Regions from separate parts of the Mus musculus genome. Here regions 1, 2, 3, 4 and 5 are each linked to region 6. A link is a contact called in public Hi-C, HiChIP or PLAC-seq and promoter capture Hi-C data. All regions are on one chromosome and are shown on one strand. The core of a region is the stretch at or near the end of the contact, and the rest is flanking DNA. Distances in the headings are between cores, read along the strand shown.

The links. Promoter capture Hi-C pulls out the DNA fragments that hold promoters and counts their contacts. HiChIP or PLAC-seq counts read pairs in DNA pulled down with a chosen protein or histone mark. Hi-C and Micro-C count contacts between places; a contact is called where the count stands out from the background.
Region 1: a promoter capture Hi-C map of the C10 cell line shows a contact between it and region 6, with 4 times the contacts expected there. The contact joins the enhancer-like site here to the promoter of Fggy in region 6. A contact is called at or near these places in 10 of 39 promoter capture datasets (the 3T3-L1 cell line, 3T3-L1-derived adipocytes, the C10 cell line and 5 more), 3 of 484 Hi-C or Micro-C datasets (bone marrow-derived macrophages and muscle stem cells), 1 of 115 datasets of contacts at active chromatin or transcription factors (astrocytes) and 2 of 9 other capture datasets (embryonic stem cells and macrophages).
Region 2: a Hi-C map of bone marrow-derived macrophages shows a contact between it and region 6, with 20 read pairs. The contact joins the enhancer-like site here to the promoter of Fggy in region 6. A contact is called at or near these places in 13 of 39 promoter capture datasets (the 3T3-L1 cell line, the C10 cell line, cranial neural crest and 9 more), 1 of 484 Hi-C or Micro-C datasets (bone marrow-derived macrophages), 2 of 115 datasets of contacts at active chromatin or transcription factors (both in bone marrow-derived macrophages) and 3 of 9 other capture datasets (adipose tissue, macrophages and pancreatic islet).
Region 3: a promoter capture Hi-C map of second pharyngeal arch cranial neural crest shows a contact between it and region 6. The contact joins the enhancer-like site here to the promoter of Fggy in region 6. A contact is called at or near these places in 9 of 39 promoter capture datasets (the C10 cell line, cranial neural crest, frontonasal cranial neural crest and 6 more), 1 of 484 Hi-C or Micro-C datasets (bone marrow-derived macrophages), 1 of 115 datasets of contacts at active chromatin or transcription factors (bone marrow-derived macrophages) and 1 of 9 other capture datasets (macrophages).
Region 4: a contact with region 6 is called in a CTCF HiChIP or PLAC-seq map of CD8 T cells, with 7 read pairs. The contact joins the enhancer-like site here to the promoter of Fggy in region 6. A contact is called at or near these places in 4 of 39 promoter capture datasets (the 3T3-L1 cell line, the C10 cell line, cranial neural crest and 1 more), 2 of 15 datasets of contacts at CTCF or cohesin (CD8 T cells and the NIH/3T3 cell line), 1 of 484 Hi-C or Micro-C datasets (the HPC-7 cell line) and 1 of 115 datasets of contacts at active chromatin or transcription factors (the 230-238 cell line).
Region 5: a Hi-C map of B cells shows a contact between it and region 6, with 10 read pairs. The contact joins the promoter of Hook1 here to the promoter of Fggy in region 6. A contact is called at or near these places in 2 of 484 Hi-C or Micro-C datasets (B cells and Sertoli cells) and 1 of 115 datasets of contacts at active chromatin or transcription factors (embryonic stem cells).

What each region holds. Positions count from the first base shown.
Region 1 is chr4:95,923,627-95,926,867 of GRCm38.p6, reverse strand. It overlaps Fggy (FGGY carbohydrate kinase domain containing), which reads right to left. Exons shown (of 16, transcript NM_001113412.1): 16 at 1-145. The coding sequence ends at 64. Among named protein-coding and RNA genes, the nearest start is that of Hook1, 42 kb to the left of the region's middle. Within about 2 kb of position 1,882, at least 21 of the 459 cell types and tissues checked have an H3K27ac peak or open chromatin away from gene starts, as enhancers often do.
Region 2 is chr4:95,186,591-95,189,759 of GRCm38.p6, reverse strand. No RefSeq gene overlaps it. Among named protein-coding and RNA genes, the nearest start is that of Gm12708, 5.1 kb to the left of the region's middle. Within about 2 kb of position 1,484, at least 31 of the 459 cell types and tissues checked have an H3K27ac peak or open chromatin away from gene starts, as enhancers often do. A contact at or near this core is called in bone marrow-derived macrophages, where this site is marked.
Region 3 is chr4:95,899,180-95,902,623 of GRCm38.p6, reverse strand. The region is part of intron 14 of Fggy (FGGY carbohydrate kinase domain containing); the gene reads right to left. Among named protein-coding and RNA genes, the nearest start is that of Hook1, 66 kb to the left of the region's middle. Within about 2 kb of position 1,728, at least 27 of the 459 cell types and tissues checked have an H3K27ac peak or open chromatin away from gene starts, as enhancers often do. A contact at or near this core is called in second pharyngeal arch cranial neural crest, where this site is marked.
Region 4 is chr4:95,230,953-95,234,513 of GRCm38.p6, reverse strand. No RefSeq gene overlaps it. Among named protein-coding and RNA genes, the nearest start is that of Gm32240, 25 kb to the right of the region's middle. Within about 2 kb of position 1,878, at least 18 of the 459 cell types and tissues checked have an H3K27ac peak or open chromatin away from gene starts, as enhancers often do. A contact at or near this core is called in CD8 T cells, where this site is marked.
Region 5 is chr4:95,965,213-95,968,724 of GRCm38.p6, reverse strand. Hook1 (hook microtubule tethering protein 1) reads right to left here and starts at 1,346. Exons shown (of 22, transcript NM_030014.2): 1 at 1,169-1,346. The coding sequence starts at 1,231. 9530080O11Rik (RIKEN cDNA 9530080O11 gene) reads left to right here and starts at 1,070. Exons shown (of 2, transcript NR_045776.1): 1 at 1,070-1,601.
Region 6 is chr4:95,555,649-95,558,776 of GRCm38.p6, reverse strand. Fggy (FGGY carbohydrate kinase domain containing) reads right to left here and starts at 1,270. Exons shown (of 16, transcript NM_001113412.1): 1 at 1,186-1,270. Gm40206 (a long non-coding RNA gene) reads left to right here and starts at 1,411. Exons shown (of 2, transcript XR_867942.1): 1 at 1,411-1,958.

The sequences.
Region 1 (3,241 bases), core at 633-3,132, 370 kb before region 6:
AGCATAAGATGAACACACAGAGGGCCCCAGTGAATGGCACAGCGTCTGTACGGACAGGTATGTTCAGCTTCCATTCATGATTGCTGAATACTCCTTCTGGTGCTCAACCATTCTCAGAAACACTTGATATTTCTTGTCATAATATCTGGGGGGTACAAAAAGGAACACATTAAACACTGGCAAAACAAAGCTGTTGTGTGCCTTCCCCCTAATTTAGAAGGATGGGAATGTATCTGTTATGTTCAGACGGAAATCTAAGTTTTTAGTGTATGAAGCAAAGGGGTTATTATGCTTCATATCTATTGTGTATAAATGACATGCAGTTCTGCAAGATGCATGCTTGACATGTAGGTGTTTTATCAGCAAGGTGCATCCAAAGTGGAATAGCCTGAAGTGTAGCTGAGGTGGGATTCGTGCTTAGAAAGCAGTGGCTTCTGAGCCTCCCCTGCATGTACTGAATGGCTCAGGCTTAGCACAGACCCCTTCTGATCCCAAGCTTAAATACATCTGTCTGGCGTGACTAGCCACAGGTGAAAACAGCACCTTGGCCAGATTTAAGAATGAGCACTTTAATCCCCTTTGTGATTTCCACATATCAGTGACTTTGGCAGACAGCCTTATCCAGGTGTTTGGCTTATCCAACGGTTTATCTAGGGTAAACTCTGTAGAAACGAGACCAACATCTCCCTGCACCTGGCTCTACCCTCAGTGTCTGGTAGTGACCCTGCTAACCAGCCTTCTCCATCAGACTCTTTAGGTGAGACCTGTTAGAACCACTCTTGGCTGTAAGACTGGGTCTGCTTAGGCATCACCATGCCACAAGGATAGCAATAGTACGGAGCATCATAACTTTTAAAACTCTGTCTTTACTCTCTTTAATGGGGTGGATGAATCCAATTCAACATTATTTGGTAGACTCTGGAATGTTCTGACAATGACCCTTATAAGGGATGTTAACCATTGTGAATTGGGATGGGGAATAAGAGTATGAGAAAATCTGGGAGTGCACAGAAATTTGTGCTTGTTCCATATTTCAACCTTAAGCATTCTAGAAGAGTGATGTCGGAACTGTGATGGGGCCAAACCATGGCTGAGAAGGGGATTTGAGGCCAGGACTTGAATTACACAACCCATGCCTACAAAACCCATCTATGCATAAATTTCCTCACCTGCAAATCGAGATAGTTACAGGATATACTGCAGAAATGTTGTGAGGATTAAGCAATATGTGAAATGAATGAGAACAATGACTGATTCAAATAAATAATGTAAGTATGAGTTATTGCTTTGAAATAATCCATATTCTACTATTATACTCAATCTACGATTGTGAGATGCTGCTAAACCCCGCTCCAAAGAATTCAATTCTCAGTCAGAGAATGGCTTTTAGAAATATTTTCTGCTTCTAATGATATTCTATGACAATACAAGGCGGTGCAATTCTTCTGTGGGGTGAGATGGGTTTCTAACTTTGTTATCGCAAAACTCTTAAAGGGGGCTTTGCTCAGCAGCCTCTCTCACACAGCAAGGATTTTAAGGTAACAATTCTACTGAAACTCCATTCATTGGAATACCATTTGTCTTCTTGCAAATGTCTTTTTTCACTCAACAGGAACCCACGATTCACCCTTTCCAGGTTGAATAATTGGAATCATTGTAACAATTTGCTTACTGAACTACAGTTACTTTATTAGACATTAAATTCACATACAGCCAGCCAGCTGAGTTATCTCCTAAATTCCCCTCCTCTCAAACAATTGATTGTCTGTGGCTCGGGACCAAGAAAATATAAAGTTAATGAGATTTGAAGCCAAGAGACAGGAAGAGGAAATGGGGTCTGGCTTTCTAGTTGCAATCTTTGTGCTGCCTGCAGATGGCGGCACAGCACTGTGCATTTGCTTCATGGAAACCCTGCCAGCTGCCATCAAGACACCACAGTCTTCAAAGAAAGCATGAGCTGAAGGGATCTGCAACCCTATAAGTGGGACAACAATATGAACTAACCAGTACCCCGGAGCTCGTGTCTCTAGCGGCATATGTAGCAGAAGATGGCCTAGTCGGCCATCATTGGGAAGAGAGGCCCCTTGGTCTTGCAAACTTTATGTGCCTCAGTATAGGGGAACTCCAGGGCCAAGAAGTGGGAGTGGGTGAGTAGGGGAGCAGGGCAGGGGAGGGTATAGGGGACTTTAGGAATAGCATTTGAAATGTAAATGGAGAAAATATCTAATAAAAATCTATAATTTAAATTAAAAAATAATAATTACCCCTGGCAGGGGGGTGGGGGAGAAAGCACATGGATTTTTTTTTTTTCTGAGAATGAACTTAAAAACACTTCCCTGAAAAGTCTTGAGAAGGTCACAAAAGAGATGAAGGGGAATAAACTGCTTCTCCTTTCAAACAAACGGCATAGTTCAGGCACCCTCTAGTGGACACCCTCCACAGCTTCTCCATTCACTGGGAGGGGCATCTCTGTTGCTGGGTTGAGTTTCCTATACCCATGCTGCTCCTCTGAGCTAGGCAGTCAGAGAGGGCTTCACATGCAGGGTCTTTAATAGCCTGATTCCATTTGGAGACAATAAAATGAGTCTAGACTGTCATTTTAGTAAGCATTTCAAGTTCTCAAATAATGGACCTTTGAGACATATAAGGAAAGTGACATGGTAAGACTTTAAGTTTTAACACCAAGTGCTTTCCTCCGGGACTTGCTCCTTCATCTTCAGTGATTTCATAGTGACCCTGATTGCTAATGTGGGCTGCTCCAAAAGCCTTCGATAGAGCCTCCTGACTTCTAGCCTTAGCTCTCACGAACCAATTCTGTATGACTAAACTTTCAAACTGTCCATTTGATCAGGTCTCATCACTGCTTAAAACTCTGACCCCAGGGGTCTTTGGCATGGCTCCAGGGGCTTCATGGGCTGACTTCTGCCTGCCTCACTTCCTCATCTCACCTTGTGTTCTGATTGTAGTGATCTCAGTATAAAAGCTGACCCTTTGCATAGATTATTTCCTCTACCAAGAATGTTCTTCTCTACTTTGGCCTGTTTGGAAATGACTTTTAAACATTTAAAGTCAGCGGAGACATGGTCTTCCTCTAAAATTTTCCTTTCTCCATGCATGGTCCCAGTTATTCCTTCTTCCGGTTATGTTGTTGCCTGCTGGCATTTCTATGGAAGAATTTATTCATGTTAACTTAAAATCATCTCTCTGTATAAATCTAGTAGTGCCTCATCGCTCTCTGCAT
Region 2 (3,169 bases), core at 235-2,734, 370 kb after region 6:
ACTGGAAGTATTGGAGGGATGGACAGTCAGAGATCAGTAAGAAAGGATGGGGCCTGGGATCTTCAGAGGTAAGAGGACAGATGAAAGAAAAGAACCAGTTCAGATTGGCTCAGAGCCCAGGCAGTGGGAATTCAAGCCATGTATTCGGAAACTCAGTTCAAATGACAGCTTGCATCAACTTGCCCATCTGCAAAATAAAGATATACCAATGGCAGCATGAGTTGGCTCTGAGATGCACCACACGTCATGCCTTGCCACCATTTGTTTGGGAGAGAAAGGCAGATGATATTTGAGGTGAGGTGGGAAAAGGAATGGTGGGTCCAGACCCTGGCTTCTAGCCTGAGAGGCTCATGATGTGCGCAGTCATACAGAGGGCTCTGAGCGCAGAAAGCTACACACATGGTAGGATGCTCTGCTCAGCCATCCTGATGATATTTGAACAAGGACCTCAGAGTGTTAGTTTGTACAGGGATCTATCCAATTAAGTAGCCACACTGTAAATGAGGGCCTGTGGGCAGGAAGGGGAATGGTACCTTTGAAGCAAAGTGACCCTGGGTGTACAAAGACCCACCGGCACACAAGATTCACTCAGCCTGTCCCAGGAACAATGCATGTGGGCTGCATTGTTTCTGACCAGAGAGAGCTGGTCGTGATGGGGCGGAGAACAGCTCAAAGTGGAAACCGGTAGAAGGTTAGGATGCTGAATGTAGCCCTGGGAATTCTGTGTGCTCTACACTGCACAGGCAGGCAGCTTGCTGTGTAAGTAAAGGATGGTTCCAGAAGAATTCCCAAGGACCTGGGGATGAAATGGTGTCGAAGCTGTCAGGAGCTAAGTTCAATAGAAGGGAGACCAGACCCAGGAGATGACCAGGCAGAGCTGTGTTCTGGTTTCACAGCCTTCAACACTTTTGTTTTTGTAGACTCCTTTTCCTTAGGAAGGCAAATATATAAATTTATATCTTACAACTATATTAGTGAAAAGGCAAATATCTCAGTACTCTATGCAAACCCGATTTCTCTCTTTGGTTGCAAGTGGGTATTGTACCTACACCTACAGTACTTAATAGGCAAGCCACTTTGACATGGGCCACAAAGTTCCTCAGATCATCAGCTGGGATTACTGGACTATCCTAGAATGGTCCATCTGTTTTTTCTCTTCACAGCCCTGTCAACAGGAGCCTGTTTTGTCTCCAAGTCAATTTCTCAAAAATGGAATGGGTGGCTATTGAGCCTGTAAAAGACATATGTACCTGACTGACAGGTAAAGGGTTCAGGGGAAAATTCCCTGAGACTCATATCTGCAAGTACCTGTGACTTTTCCCCTAATGTCACGTACATCAACCCTGGGTGCTAAGCTACCTACAAGCCACACCCATGAGGTGGGTGGGGAGGTTTAGTCATCAGCAGCCGCTGAGGAGACTGTCTGGAGGAAAGAAATGCCATTATCGGTCTGTCTGTCTGTGGCTGCAATATAAGTCACTCTGGCTTTGCTTCATTATCTCCTCAGAAGACAGCCACCAGTGACTCATCTCTGGTACTCTCCTCCCTATAACCAAGGATGGTGACAAAATGGCCTGATTCAGCAGCAGCAGCCCAGCCTTCCTACTTTCACATCTTTGTTGCTGGATATACTTAGATAGGTGAGCAATAGCAAGAGATGAGGTGCATTCATTTGGAAAAGAAAACTAGGTCTGACCTAGTTGACTCTTCCGGTCTCAATCTTCAACTCACTGTTCTTTAGATCCCTTCCTATTTAGAAGGGAGGCATGCATGAGTGAGTGGATAAGTGAGTGAATGTTTAATCTTTGCTGGTCCAACTTCTGCACTCTAATTCCTGAGGTCAAGAGACAGAACCCAACTGGTTCTGAATCCAGAAGAAAAATTAATCAGACAGGAAAACTGCAGATAAATTTAGACAAAAAAATTTTGGGGAAACTGAGATGGGGTGAAGACAGCATTTGGAATCTCGATTCACCAGAGAAGTATTCAGACACATTACAAGGTAACATGTGTGGCCCCTACGATCATTTCACGATGAGAGTAAGAACTTGTGTTTCAGTAGCAATTACTCTGGTCCAGGTACCCGGCCAACCATATTTACACAGACTCATTCATGTTTGTGTGTCCCTGGAAGGTAGGTGCCTAGGTCAGGAAGAGAAAGGTCATGATGCAAAGACAAATGAACAGAAATGGCTCATTTACATACAGCTCCTTGCTTGCTCATGCTGTACGTTCACCTTTCACTGCTGTGGGGGGAAGCTTCGGTGATCTCCAAGATTAAGAAGCCTAGGAGATCTTAAAGTCTAAGAGGGAAAGGAAGATGGATGCAGGAGCCTGGAAAGCAGGAGATGGTCAAAGAGCCAATCCAGTGAGCTTTGAAAGATAGGACCAAGGGTCAGGGAATGGGACCTTGTTATTTGAGACATCATGGGTGGAATGAAGCTTTCCAAGATATAACCCAGGTGTGGCTCTGAGTGTGGGTGGATGAATCTCTGTAAAGGTAAAAATCCCCAGAGCCGGGGTCAAAGAGCACCAGATGGAGTGATGCTGGTCTTCCTGGGACAACAGGGATCTGGGGGAAGGTGTAACAATCCTGTGTTTAAGTGAATTACAGCTTCCTGGGGTATACATTTTAACAGAAGAGTTTGGAGAGAGTGATTTTTTTTTATGTTCAAACAGAGATATATACAATAAAAGACCCCAAGGAAATGTGTGTGTGCATGTGTGTGTAGGCCTACCTTCCTTCACAGTGGACGGCTTGAAAAGCAGTCATTATGGAAAAGGTACATAAAGTTACACATGACAGCTACCAAGAGGGACAGAAACACAAGTTGGAACTTCTTTCCATTTCTATTCAGTAATAATAATCTCAGAAGTTCCCTGGGGCTCCTTGATCTGTTGTGCTCCCAAGACGACACTTTGAGAAGCTGTGTCCACTCTCTCGTGCCTCATAACAGACATACACAGTATATATTCAGGACCCGGTGGACAGCTGCACTTTCTACATATGCCTGCTGGATAGCTGGTGTGTGTGTGTATGTGTGTGTGTGTCTGTCTGTCTGTCTGTCTGTGTGACTGTATGTGTGACTGTATGTGTGTCTGTCTGTGTGTGTGTCTATGTGTGTTTCTGTGTGTTTCTCTGTGTTGTGAGACTGTGTGTGTGCCTGTG
Region 3 (3,444 bases), core at 479-2,978, 340 kb before region 6:
TGCATGAGACTACCTCTGTAGTAGGTGAGGCAGTAAATGGATGCAGCCAACTTATAGTAACCCTGCAGAGGATGCTGGAATAATAATAATAATAATAATAATAATAATAATAATAATAACAACAACAACAACTCTAGCTTTCTGCTTGTGTCTCCTAATGGCCAACCCCAAGTAGACAACAAGAATAAGGGTGCCCGCCCTGCGTGCTGGTGATTGACATGTAGTTACAGAAGTCTGCCTTATGCTTCATGTGCAGTCTCTCATCCTGGTCCAGGGTTAAGAGTGATGGGGAAACAGATGACATTCAGAATGAATGCACACATGAAAGAGGACAGATGAGTGGGAAGAGATGAAACCAAAATGATTCTCAGGAAATCCTTCAGCCCTTTAGAGTCAAGCACGCCAAGACCCAAAGAATGCCATGGTTTTCTTGAGGCAGCAGGCTTAGTCATAACGTCAGGAAGCAGGCCTGACAAGCTTGACAGCACTTTCTACCTACTGCTCCACATACAGTGATTTAGTGGAATGGCAAGGGAAGGGTACCTTAATGCTCATTTAAGCATGTACCTGAAGGTGAAGCACTACCAGAACTTCCTTCGTTCAATGTGTAAACTCCTGAACACTGAGAAGCCAGGACTCAGCAGGCTGTGAAGAAGGTGAAAACAGAGTCATGTTCTACTCCGTACCTCACAGTATGTTTGCTTTAATCTCAAGGCAGTACCTGGGTAGCTAAAATTGTCCCCCTAGTTCTTCTGGTTTGGGCAGGAAGGGTAGAGAGGATATGGCAGACCCTAACCAGAGTCTTCAGGGACCTGTCTTCCTTGTCAAATTGTATTCATTCTAAGAACATGAACTACGAAGCTGAGAATGTGGGCAGAACCCAGGAAGTACTAGTGATAGCTAGGTGAGCATCCCCAGGTGCACTGAGATTCCAAGGACGCACAGGCACTAAGAGATGATGTTGCAGAGCATGTATCTATCCAAGGAGGAAACAGACTGAGGTTGAAGGACATGGGCTGAAGTAACACCGGAAGAGTGACAAAGGCACTGCTTAGGTAGGATCTAGGGACCTAACATCTCTTGATCCATTTAAAATGCCTTTACAGAATTTTCCCAATACCTGGTGCATAGGTAAGAGAATTAAAGGAGACCAAGCATCAAAGCTGCCGGCACATGTGAATGCCGAGCAAAGGCCAATGCTGCTGCTTTCCTGCCCCTCTAGTCCTGCTCCTCTGCTCTAAACATTGCTTTCATGTCCCAAATGTACAACCATTGCTTTCATGTCCCAAACGTACAACTTTTGACATCAGATTCTGGTCACGTAAGATGGTAGTGGCTTTTCTACAGCAAATCACAATTGTTATAAACTCTGTCAATGTTGTTTTGGTTGTACTGTGCCTTGGTTGGGTGTATGTGACCTGAGGTCACCCTTCTGAGAACACCACAGCATTCTGGATTATGACTTCCCCCATCTTTGAATAAACATGGAAAGCTTTCTTTACCTCTTGGTCCAGTGCTTGTTTGCCATCTGGTCCCTGGTTTGGCTACATCTGCATTTACTTAAGGACTTTACTTGAAGGCCAGGTTTACATATGGGAAGAATGGGAGGGCTTTCCTGATTTCTTCCATATGTTCATTTATTCATATATTATGATTTCTGTAATCTCACCAATGTCGAGTCCTTCAGACAATCCTTATACTGTTCCTTGGGGACCAGATTCTTTGTGTGTTCAGCTGGGAGTGTCTCTGGGAACATTTTTTTTTTACATGCCATTACCTCTAGTGTAGCTCAGCATGGCTTCTAGATGAGAACAAAATTAATGTTCTCAAAGAGGTAGGTTTTTTTCCTTACAGAGAGGGTTAATCTACTTTGAAAGATCTGTGGAAAGAAGCAGGAAACCCCAGAGCTGGCTCCCCTCCTCAGTTGTAAATGCTCAGAATTAGGTATGTGTTCGACCCTCCCCATGCCTGCTGTCCTGATCTCTTTGTTCTGGGACTCACAGATCAGTGTTTTAAGTCCTGGGATAGGCTTTCCCCACTTTCAGCTCCTGAACACAGGCTTGTGAAGGGGAGAGGTCCTAGGGGAATCTCATGCTGTGCATTTTGTGATACTGGAACAATACAGGCTGAGTTGTACTTCCTGTTTTTACAAAGCCATTTCAATTCCTTCCCTACAATACCTCCAGATCTGAGCTGAGTGTGGAGGCAAGAACTCTGGGAAGACCTGGTTTGAGACTTGCCTATTCTACTAGCCTAGGCAGGCTTTTTAATTTTTCTAAGCTTTGTCTTCTCTAAAGTAGGAGCAAGGTTTGCCTGGTAAGGATGGAGTGAATATTAATATTGCTGTGCATAAAGCAAGCATCCACAAATGCTCCCTAATGTGGAGTCACTGGGGAAAATGCCATAATGTGAAGGATCCCTTGCTGGAGAGAGCTGACATGCTCACAGATGGCCAGGAGATTGCCCGCTACAAAGGCTGGGACTTGAGTTTTGGCTGTAGATCCTTCTCAGCTGAGGAGAGCTGGGCAGCATCCAGTGGGGCCCAGATGTCAGCCAAAGGAGGAGAATGGCTTAACCCTTACCTCAGTGGTCTGATAAGCGGAAAAGAAACGCTCTGGGGTCCAGGACCTTTGTGCAGAAAGTAATATGTGTGTGTGTGTGTGTGTGTGTGTGTGTGTGTGTGTAAACATCACCCAATTACTTGAAAGGTTCTTTACACTGTCCTGCACATCAGATATTAAAACTCAAAACAACAATGGATTCTTTCAGCAATGAGTTGGGATTTGACTTGATAGACTGGTTAGGCTATTTGCAGCTTGGGAAGAAATATTCAACTTAGTTTATGTACAAAGAACATATTATTAGTCTGCTAAGTTACCAAGAACTCTGTCAGGTAAGTGACAGGGGCAAGATAAGAACTGTTCCTATAACCAGCCTTCTTGTCCACTCTGCTTATCAGTATGAGGAAGAATAGCACAGCAAAGGTGATCCCATAGCTGTCTCCTGAGACCCTTTCTGCCTCCTTAGAAAAGCAACCCACACCAGGTGGAGAGATGGAAATCTCCTAGCCCAAGGGGCTGTTATGGGGCTCTGAGAATCCAGATGAGGAGCGTGGCATTCCTGGAGGTTTCCTACTGTATGTTTCTGCATGCCCACGGTCCTCATGGATATCATGCCTGCACTGAGATTCCAAGGACACACAGGCTCTAACAGATGATGTTGCAGAGCATGTATCTATTCAAGGAGGAAACAGAAAGGTTGAAGGGCATGGGCTGAAGTAACACCGGATGAGTGACAAAGGCACTGCTTAGGGCAGCTAGGGTGAGAGCTGTGTCAGGGAGACAGTGCCCTGAGGTTGACAGGGCTGCACTCTGGGGACCTGACATCTCCCAGGAGCTCCAAGAAGCCACAGCTGCTGCCCTCCGGTGTCTTGGAATGTTAAGC
Region 4 (3,561 bases), core at 629-3,128, 320 kb after region 6:
CTAGATTTTCAGAGTGTTTAAAAACATTTTACTGGCTTCTCATACTCTGTTTCAACATTTTAGTTTCCAGCCTTAATGCGTCTTCTCAAAGGCTGCCTTCCTAAGCACATGGCCCCACCCCCATGGTTCCATTCCAGTTGCACCCTTCCGCCCAGCCCTGAACTCCAGATGATATTTTTCTTGGCTCTTTATTGCTGGTCCCCTCCCTACCTCCCCCACTAGGGTGAAAGTCTTAGCCCAGAATTGGCTTTGTGTCCCTTACTCTGTTCACCACAGAAGCCTCAGGATGTGGCATAACTGCACTGGCACCAAGTTGGAGCTAAAAGAATTAGGGTGCTGCTGCCTGTGGCTGCTCAGGAGCTCAGGAGCATCAGGTCTCTCCAACCAAGATGCTGATGTAGTCCACAATCCATATAGGCTGCAATGTTCACTCTTAGGGAAATATTTCCCTTAATTTGCCCTGGAAGGGGAGTACTTAAAACCCAGCTAACATTGGGGTGTGAATCCTCTAAGACAGAGAAAGGGGGAAATATCTACACACACACACATGGACGCTCATACAGTGAGAAGGAGGATGGCCAGTCCAGTGCTTTATAGGTGGCCATCAGGCGACACAGCCTTGTTCACACTCAGGTTCTGCCACTCATTACCAAGATCTTACAGGACTGAACATATGTCAACCTCCTTGTAAGGAAACAGATAATAAAAATACCTTCTTCATAATCTTGACAACATGAGTAAAACGTATTATTGTGTTTTAAATGCTTAGAGCCATGCTTGATACATTGTAAATGTCCAATAAATGTCATCATTATATATAGTTATATAGTTGGGGCAGATCATCCCTACTATTGTATGTTTTTTTCCCACTTGACACAACATCTAAGGCATTCCATTCCCATAGATAATCCTTTACCACTCGATTGTTAATGATGAAGACTTTTCTGTTGCATAGATGTACTATATGTATCCTAATATATACCATTGCTAGATATTTCTGTTGCTTCATTTTTTTCTTATGATCAACACTACATTGGCCATCGCTGAGCACAGGTCATTAGATACATCAGCAATGATCTCTTCTCACTGTTCCCTTAGAGACCAAATTACCAGGGCAAAGGCTATGCCTGTTTTTTGAGCTGAGATAGAGTTTCCAAGTGTCCAAGACAGGTTGTCCTGGCACAGGTGTTTCCTCATAGACTCAAGTCCAGAGGCCAGGGTGGGTCCTAATCTAGGCTACTTCCTGCTGTCCTGTCCCTTAATGCCAGCCAGGCCATGACCCATGTGTCAGCAGTGTCCACCACTTAACAGGCCAAAAGTCCTGTTTACTTGGCTCCAGGAAGGAGCAGGGTACTCTTGCTCTGGGGAATATCAAGGACTCTTATTTTGAGTTTCCTGTATGAGAATAAAAGCAAGCACAAGCCCCATGCATGTTGGTCCCCTGCTGCCTTTGACTTGTGTCCTGCTTGTGGCACACAGAGGGTCATCTACTTTGGAAGCCCACTCAATCATGGCTTTTCCATTCACTTCTATTATGAGAAGAAATGCTTAAGTCAAGAACAGCCCCTTCAAGAACTGGTCAACTTTCCTTCACTCTTAGCACTCCATGTAGGAGAAAATTCCAGCGATGGTCTCAGGCCAAGAGCAGAGCCACACCCAGTCCCTTTCTACTCTTAAGCTCCTCAGTCTTCAACTAAAGCTAGGGGTGTAACCACAATCCTAGCAGCAGCAGCTCAGCATAGAATGAATGGTGCTTTCAAAGCACCCTATGCTGTGGTGCCAGGAAGTAGAGCTTGTGGGTTGGTTTTGTTGTCTACGTTGTGGGATGAGATGGGAGTACCATTTCCATGTCCCCAAGAGAAGAGAGGCCAACCATGTCCTTCTGAAGAGCTAAGCAGTCCTTCGCATCCCCTTTCTGCTTCCCTAAAAGAAGAACTGAGGATTCTAGGGTGGGGAGAGAGAGTCAGGGATGGAACTCAAGTCAAAAGGGATCTAGCAGAGGGGTCTTGAGAGATGGCTTAGTGGTTAAGAGCACTGACTCTTCCAGAGATCCTGAGTTCAATTCCCAGAAACCACATGGTGGCTCACAACCATCTGTAATGAGATCTGATGCCCTCTTGTGGTGTGTCTTAAGACCACTACAGTGTACTTATATATATATAATATAAATGAATAAATAAATAAATAAATAAATAACCCAGCAGTAGAGATCCTGCAAAGTACTAAAAAACAACAAAAACAAACAAAAAACAAACAAACAAAAAAAAAATGGTGGTAGCTGTTTCCTGCGGTGGGCATCCTCATCCTTCTTCTATGCACACCACAGTCTTAGAAGGAAAGATATCTGAATGAGAAAAGAAAACTTCCTAGGAAAAGTCAGTGCTGTGCTGCCAGAAAGTATGACCATGGCCTGTACAGACAGAGATTGTCACTTTAGAATGAAGCCCAGTGAGAACACATGCAGGGTTGTGGTGTGGGGCTAAAGTATATGCAATTTGCAGAGCTTCCTCTAATACAAACCCCACAGGGCTGGAGATATGGCTTAATAGTTCAGACCACGGGTGCTCTTCCAGAAGACCCAGGTTCAATTCTCGGTACCTGTGTGGTAGATCACAACTGTCTATCACTAAAATTTCAGGGGATACAATGTCTTTTCTGACCTCTGTGTAACTCTCTTGGTGCGCAGGCTTAGTACAGACAAACACTCATGCATATAAAAAGAAAAATAAATAAATAAATAAATAAATAAATAAATAAATAAATTGTACACATGCATACATACTTACACACACAGACACACAGACACACACACCACGCCCACTGACATGCAGCTTACTAAATAAGATCACACATGGGAGTACAAGGTAACGAATCCTATGTTCACTGGGGTCATATTACTATATTTTTCTTGATTTAATATGGCTGTGTGGACATTTCACTAAGGTCCTCTCCAAAAGTGACTTGTGTGGTGAGGATCTCTAAAGATTTTATTAATAACACCTTCTAATCTAAGACATTTTATCTCTGAAACCAAAGACAAACCTTTATCTAAACTTCATTCCTCATGAGCCCCTAGAGTCTGGGGCAACTGTACCCTATATCACTAAAATGAGACTTCCCATCAAATAGGAGACATTTATCTGATTTGGAAACACAAATAAATGTGTTACTTTTGCATCAAGTTGTCACAAAAATACCCTGCCTATTTCATACTCAGGAGACAAATTTATTTTTAAAGAACCAACAAACAATATATGTTTTGTGAGTCTCAAGTTCCCTGCCACACACAAGGGGATGATAAAACCTACCTCTCTGGTTATATGAGCTAACACACAGAAGGGTCCTGGCATGGAGAACCAGTGTATTTACTAAGCATCCAATTGGTGCCTAGTCAAAGGGTTGGCTCCCTAAAGAGGAAGACCAACGAAACCAGCTCCCATCCATCATCCAGGGGTTCAACTGAGCTGTGCAAAGCAGATGTATAGGTGGACCTGGAAACTGTCAACTCACAGGCAAGAGGCTCACTTGGATGGAAGCTCCAGAAACTGAACATTCCAGATG
Region 5 (3,512 bases), core at 97-2,596, 410 kb before region 6:
CTCTAGATCTTGGGGAACTTTGCCTTTCATTGTAATGATACACAACTCTGCTAGTTAAACTAATTCCTGTGAGGCCAGCACAAAGTAGGAAGTCAAAATACTGCTTTAAGAAAGGATATGGTCATAGCACTTGGAAATATTGCAGTATAGTTTAAGAAACTCTTGAACTCCATGTGACCTCATAGGGAAGTCAGTGACATCATAAAGAACCCAGTTTACCATCTCAGTCAGATGATCAGAGCACAAAATTGCAGACCTGAATACACCCTATGATTAGACATTTGTTTTTAAACAAATGGGATCATTAAAGTAATACTGCCTTCTTTCCTAACAATCTTAAATACAATATCTAAACCTAAATAGTAATTTAAATAAACATGCAGGTCTACAGTGAGCTAAACGCTTTAACCCTGAGATCCTAACTACATTCTACTTAAAACATGTTATCAAAGTCTAAAGTGCAAAAGTGACTACAAATTTCAAACACTCATAGAGATCTTCCCTATTTGTCCTTTGGATTTGCTAGTATTAGAAGATGGCCAGTCAATCTCTTGGAGGATGTAATCCTCCTGATCCAGTCTACTTACATTCCAATCAGACTCTCTTCACAATTATACAACTGAGTTGAGCCATCAGCGCTATCAACACCCAACTGTAGGGCATCAAACACTATCCTAGCACAATAAAGGCCTAGAAATCACACCTGGACGGCAGTTCTGTCATATCTAGGAAATTCCAACAGGTTAGAAACCATTTGGCTCACCGGAATACTGGGAAAAAATGAGGACTGAGGCAATCTGCGCTAAAAAAATCCTGCACATGGATCAAGCGTAAACAAAAAAAGCCAATTCTTTTTTACTTTAAAAAAAGAAAGGTATTAAGATGGGAAGGGGAGGAAGAGGGGGAAAAAATGAAAAAGAGCTCCCACATCAAAGGTAATTTGGCCATCTCTCTCAGCTGTGTCTACACCGCCATGGGTGCTGTGTGGGCCCAAAAGGACAGCAATCTGGGAACCGAGGCTGCCAGCGCCTCCTGGTCACCTGTGCGAGGCGGAGCTCTCAGAGGCTGGGACGGAAGGGTTGCGGAGGAGGTGTACGTGGCAGCCGGAGGCTCCGTGCTCCGCTCGCCCCGCAGGTGGCCTCGCTGGCAAGCGTGGAACTACACTCACCCAGATGATGAGGCTGTCACACAGCGGCAGCTCGGACTGTGGCAGCGGCTGCGGGTCCTCCATGGTCCGAGAACCTCGACGCCGCGCTCACAGCGACGGACGCGCCTCCGACCGGGCCCGCGTCAACGACCTCCGCGCCCGCCACTGGAGCTCGGCGGCCAGGCCTGGCGCCCGCGCCACTCACGCGCGAAGCCTCACGGCGCAGACGTCGCGGCGCGACCGCCCCCTCGCCCACCGCGTCTGTCCCGCGTCCCGGCACCTGAGCCGGCCCCGCCCGCCGATCGCACACCGCACGCTGAGTGACCTCTGCGAGCACCAGTCACAAAGAAGCTGGGCACCAGCGAGGCCGGCAGGGCGGGAGGAGCGGGAATAGGTCGCACAGGAGGGCTGCTGATTGGACGCGCTCCAGAGACTCTTGGCCAATCAAGGAGGGGTAAGCCCGGACCGCCAGGCGAAGCGGGTGTGGGTGGGCGGAGGTTTATGACCTGGCAGGTGCAATGAGGGCGGGGCTGGGGGTAGGAAGGAGAGCGCGCCTGCGCGAGCTAGAGTGGCCAAAGGTAGTGGAGGGCTCAGAGGCCAACCTTCCATTTCTCCTGGTTAGCACTAGTACAGACCCACTCTCAGCCTCCAGCCTCTTCTCATTCCCCACCACAGTGCTCAGGAATTGAAACCCCCAAAGCAAGAGGAACCACGTGACCAAGAAACGTGTTTCCTAAGGAAAAAACAGACCTCCATGCTGCCTAAGTCAAAGAAGCCCTCACAGAATCACAGGTTGTGGCTGATTTCATTTTAAATGGGGCAAAGGGGAAGGCCGTTTTTAGATAGCAAAATTAAATAGTGTTCAAAAAGCATAGGCTGTATCTGTGTACCCTACCTGCTCGTTTCTATGTTAAAAAATAATAATAATGATGTGTCCACTGAGGATGTTGGTGGCATGGTCCATAAAATCTGGAAAGTGGCAATCCAACATGATAAATTGTGTCATTATTGGAAGGGGCTACAATATTATTCTAACTCTTGGTTCTCACCACTTCACTCATTCATTAATCCATCAATTCATACTCTGTATTAAGAGGCAGCTGGTTCGCTTAACTCTCTGTGATTTTTATATTTAAACGTTGAGCAAAACTGTTGGACAATAAATTATAAACCCCCTGTTATAAATCAGTTTCATTTTAAAAATACAGTGAGGGCATTTTCGACGCAACCTCACAATTTTGCTAAAGTGTATTCTAGACACAATAAATACTAATGAAACTTCATGAAAACTATAGGCCTAAAGAATTGAAGAGTCGGTATTGTGACTCTCTCCCAACCCCCGCCCTCCCCCCCCCCCACCACCACCCGCGTTGCTCTCAATGTTACGGGTAGAGACCACAGCCTCTACATTTCTAAAGATATCTCTGGCTAAAATATAAGCACATATTATGAAAATAATGTAAGTTGGGAATTGTAAACTTTGCAATGTGAATTACTATAACCACACACTCTTTAAAGCACGTTTATCACTGAGACCCACAGATAAGTGACCTACTAAAATTTCAATTCTTTCCAATTTGAAAAGTTAGAAAATCACATTACTGAAAAACAGCAAAAAAAAAAAAAAAAAGACTAATTCTGACAAGTGTGAAATGAATATAAATCTAAAGCAAAAATTCAAGGGAAGTTTGGCATATTTATTGGGAAAATTTAAAGATACATTTTTATTTTTATTCCTGTGTGTCTGCAACATGTGTGCAGGTTCCCTTGAAGGCCAGAAGAGGGCATCAAATCCTTTGGAGCTGGACTTACAGGCAGTTTTGTGTAGCCTACTTTAGGGACTAGGAACAGAACTCTGGTCCTTTGTAAGAATAGCAGTCCCCTTAACTTTGAGCCATCTCTCCAACTCCAAAGAACTTTACATTAACCATATTATCTAAACCCATAATTCCATTTTTGGAATAATTCTATACTTCCATTTGTGAAATCATCACAAATTCAGTCACAGAAATTACTGAAGTAACATATTGCAAATCAATTACAAGTATTGATTGATCAATTATATGTTCAACGTTAATCAATGACAAGTAATAGTTAATTACTAGTCTAGTAAGCAAGACTATTATTAAAGAACCATATTTAATTAAAATAACAATGGAGAATATTTAGTAATAGAGAAAAGATCTCATGAATAAATTATTATAACTAATTTATATTAAATATAATTTTAGATATAAGAGAATCAACCATAAGACCACAACCATATAATTATGTATATATTTAATATATACATATTAAGCTATTATGTTTATATGTGAAATTATTATGTCCTATATGTTTTTATCTTTCTGTAGTTAGCATATAG
Region 6 (3,128 bases), core at 21-2,520:
AATTCATGAGAGCCTGGATAAGAACCTGGCACCCTTCCCAGAAACACAGTGCTCCACCAACTGGGTTATTCCCTCCTCCTTACTTGCAAACTTTGACTTCCTAATCCTAAGCCACCCCCCCCCCTCAAAAAAAATCATCCATAGGCCCTCCTCATCCCCTATTTTCCACCCCAGACCCCATCAGTCAGGAGCAGTCCTCTGGGGCTCTTATTCATACAGCCAGGGCAGAAGCCTTTAAGTCAAGACCAAGCATGACAGCTGCATTAGAAGGAGACTCCAGAAGACAGACTAGCAGCACCCCCAGCTAGCAACAGAAAAGAGAAACATCAGGACTCACATAGCTCACAGTAAAGACGGGAAACCCTTTAAAAAGGACAAGAAAATGAAACAAAAGACAAATCTACAAATCCAGCCACAAACTCAGACTTTAATTCTTCCTTATGGATTTGCTCCCTAAAAGCACAATCCAATGGGACCTTTTGAATTGACACACACACACTTGATCAAAAAAGAGTCAAACTTGGCCACAGTTTGCCCTTTAACTAGGAGAAGAAATTCGAGCTAAAATGTAAGCAGTGCTCCAGTGAATGGACCAGTGACAGAGGAGTTCCCCCACAGTGTGTGTCTCCATCCTGAAATGGTCATGAAGTTCATAAACATGGAAAGATCCCCCTATACCCTTCCTGGCCTGCAGCCCTGTAACAAGACAGATGGCATTATCCCATTTAAACTGAAGTACGCACCAAACACTATCTCCAGATGCTCAGCTTCTATAGCCTTAAACAGCACCAGCCTTGAAACGCTTTTACATTGCCAAACTTGAAATCAACGACTTAAAATGTTTAGAGAATTGTCCCCAAATTGGGGTGCGGGGCGGGGGTGCATTGCAAAATTCTCTTTTCTGGGAGAAAGAAAAAACACTTTATTTAATTAACTGTACACTACTCAGAGAGATAGGGCCTTAGGCCCCAGACATCTGTAGGGCAGTCATTGGGATGCAGTAAAGGCCTCTCCCTTGGGCAAGACACCTCACCCAGAATACACAAGAAACTGAAAGGCCAACCAGTGGCCTGGCTGTGAGACCCAAAGGTGAAGGAGGGAAACATTTAGCAGGCTAGAGAAGCTTTTGGGGGGAGCTGGCTAAGAGCCTGCGTGCCTGCAAGAACCCCTGGGAGGGTCACTTACTTGTCCAATATGAAATCACATTCTAGCTAGCAGGCCAGCAGGCCACCATGCACAGCCGCACCGCACCCAGCAGGGCGGTCCAAACAAGCTGTGACTCCGCCCGCTTCAGTCCAGCCCCTCCAGCAACCCTTGTAAGGAGCAACCTGATTGGTCCTTTGAAACGGGCACCGTGAATGGCCAGTACTTGTGAGCCCTGCTCCTCCCCACTGTACTGTAAGTCTTGGGTTTGCATTTCAAAATCCTTTCGCTGCCTGGATTTTAAAGATGCCCAGGCAACAGAGACGGCTCAATCTAAGCAATCCCCTCTGAGCGCCAGCTAACCTAGCCAACCTACAGTATGTGGTGGATATTTCCTGTTAAATCGCCCTCGGCTGAGCACCAGGATTGCTATGGGCTTCAATTCCTTGAACCCTTTATACCTGGTGCTTTTCAGGAACTCTCACACTTTATGCTGTGGTCGAGGCTTTGAGGTAGAGACGACACCGTAAATCTAAAAGATAGATGACCCCTGCCTTTGAGAAGTTGACATACCAGTAAGCTACATGGACTCTCGGTACCCTCATCGCTAGATACTGAGAGTCCAAAACCGGTTTGGCTTTTTTTTTTTCTTTTTTTTCTTTTTTCTTTTCCTGGGGACTATTCCAAGGTTGCGAAAACCAACCCTTCTCGATAACAGAGACTTCCTTAGTCAGACCTAGTGTGTTTATTATGTTAAGACTAGTATCCACATGACCTGAGAGTAAACGAGTGATCGATCTCTCTCCGTCATCCAGGTAAGAACTCGGTGAGGCTGAGGCCACAGGATTAGTCCTGCACTCTCCTGGAGGTCTTGGTTTGGATTTATTTTCCTCTACACAAGCAGTGTTCAACCTTCTTTGGTGACCTATATCAGATATTTACATTATGATTCATAACAATAGCAAAAGTAGATATGTGAAGTAACAAAAAATATAATTTTATGGTTGGGTCACAACAACCTGAGGAACTATTATAAAGGGTCTCAGCATCCGGACAGTTAAGAACCTAACTGTTAAGATCTACACTATGATTGCATTTCCAGCTATTCAAAAAATTGTCTGCACAGTCTCAGATCTGTTACTTAGTCATGTGGACCAAGCATACAACGGGAATTATAATATTAAGACCTGGTTGTCTTTCTTTCCGGAGCACTATGAAGAACAAATTAAGTACCAGACATGTATATGTTTTGCAAAAGTTTGGATGCTTAATACACATGCTACATTGGCTCAGCTCTTCCTTAATGTATCCCAGAAATGCAACGCGCCTGTTGCCTCACAGTCTATGGCTTGGGTGGGAACCTGAAAGGTCTCCTCGTTGCTAAACATAAACTAGTGTGTTGGCCTTTGTGGATAGCTGTTTCTCGTCTTTGCTGTATTTGAGTTTTTATTTGAGTCCTCTTAAATAGCATATGACCAGTAGCAAAAATAGTGTTGTGGCTGGGCCTCCAGCAGCCATTTTAAACAATAAAAGGACCTTGGGATAAAAGGCACACAGAGGAAAGAAACACGGTGAAAGAAAGTGAGTCCCTAATGCTGTGTACACCAGACCAGGCTGAGTCCAAAAGACCCCACAGCTCAACTAGCACTAGAAATCAGGTGACTGACCTCTACTACAGAACCATCTGAAACTACATCACAGAAATGTTGTGCAAACGGTCGGATGCTTAATACCTATTATGCATTGCCCCAGCTCTTCCTTAACCTATCCCAGAACGGAATGTGTCTGCTGCCTCAGGGACTATGGGAAATGTACATTTTCAGGCTACAATTTATGGAAAGAAATAACAAATCTTGAGTACTTTATAAAATACTAGCTGACACAATGTGGCTGAAAAACAGAAGAGGAAATGGCTCCATGCAGAAGGCAGCAAGCACATGGGATTGCCTTTCTTCATTAACAGTCTGCTCTCTGAAAATCTAACT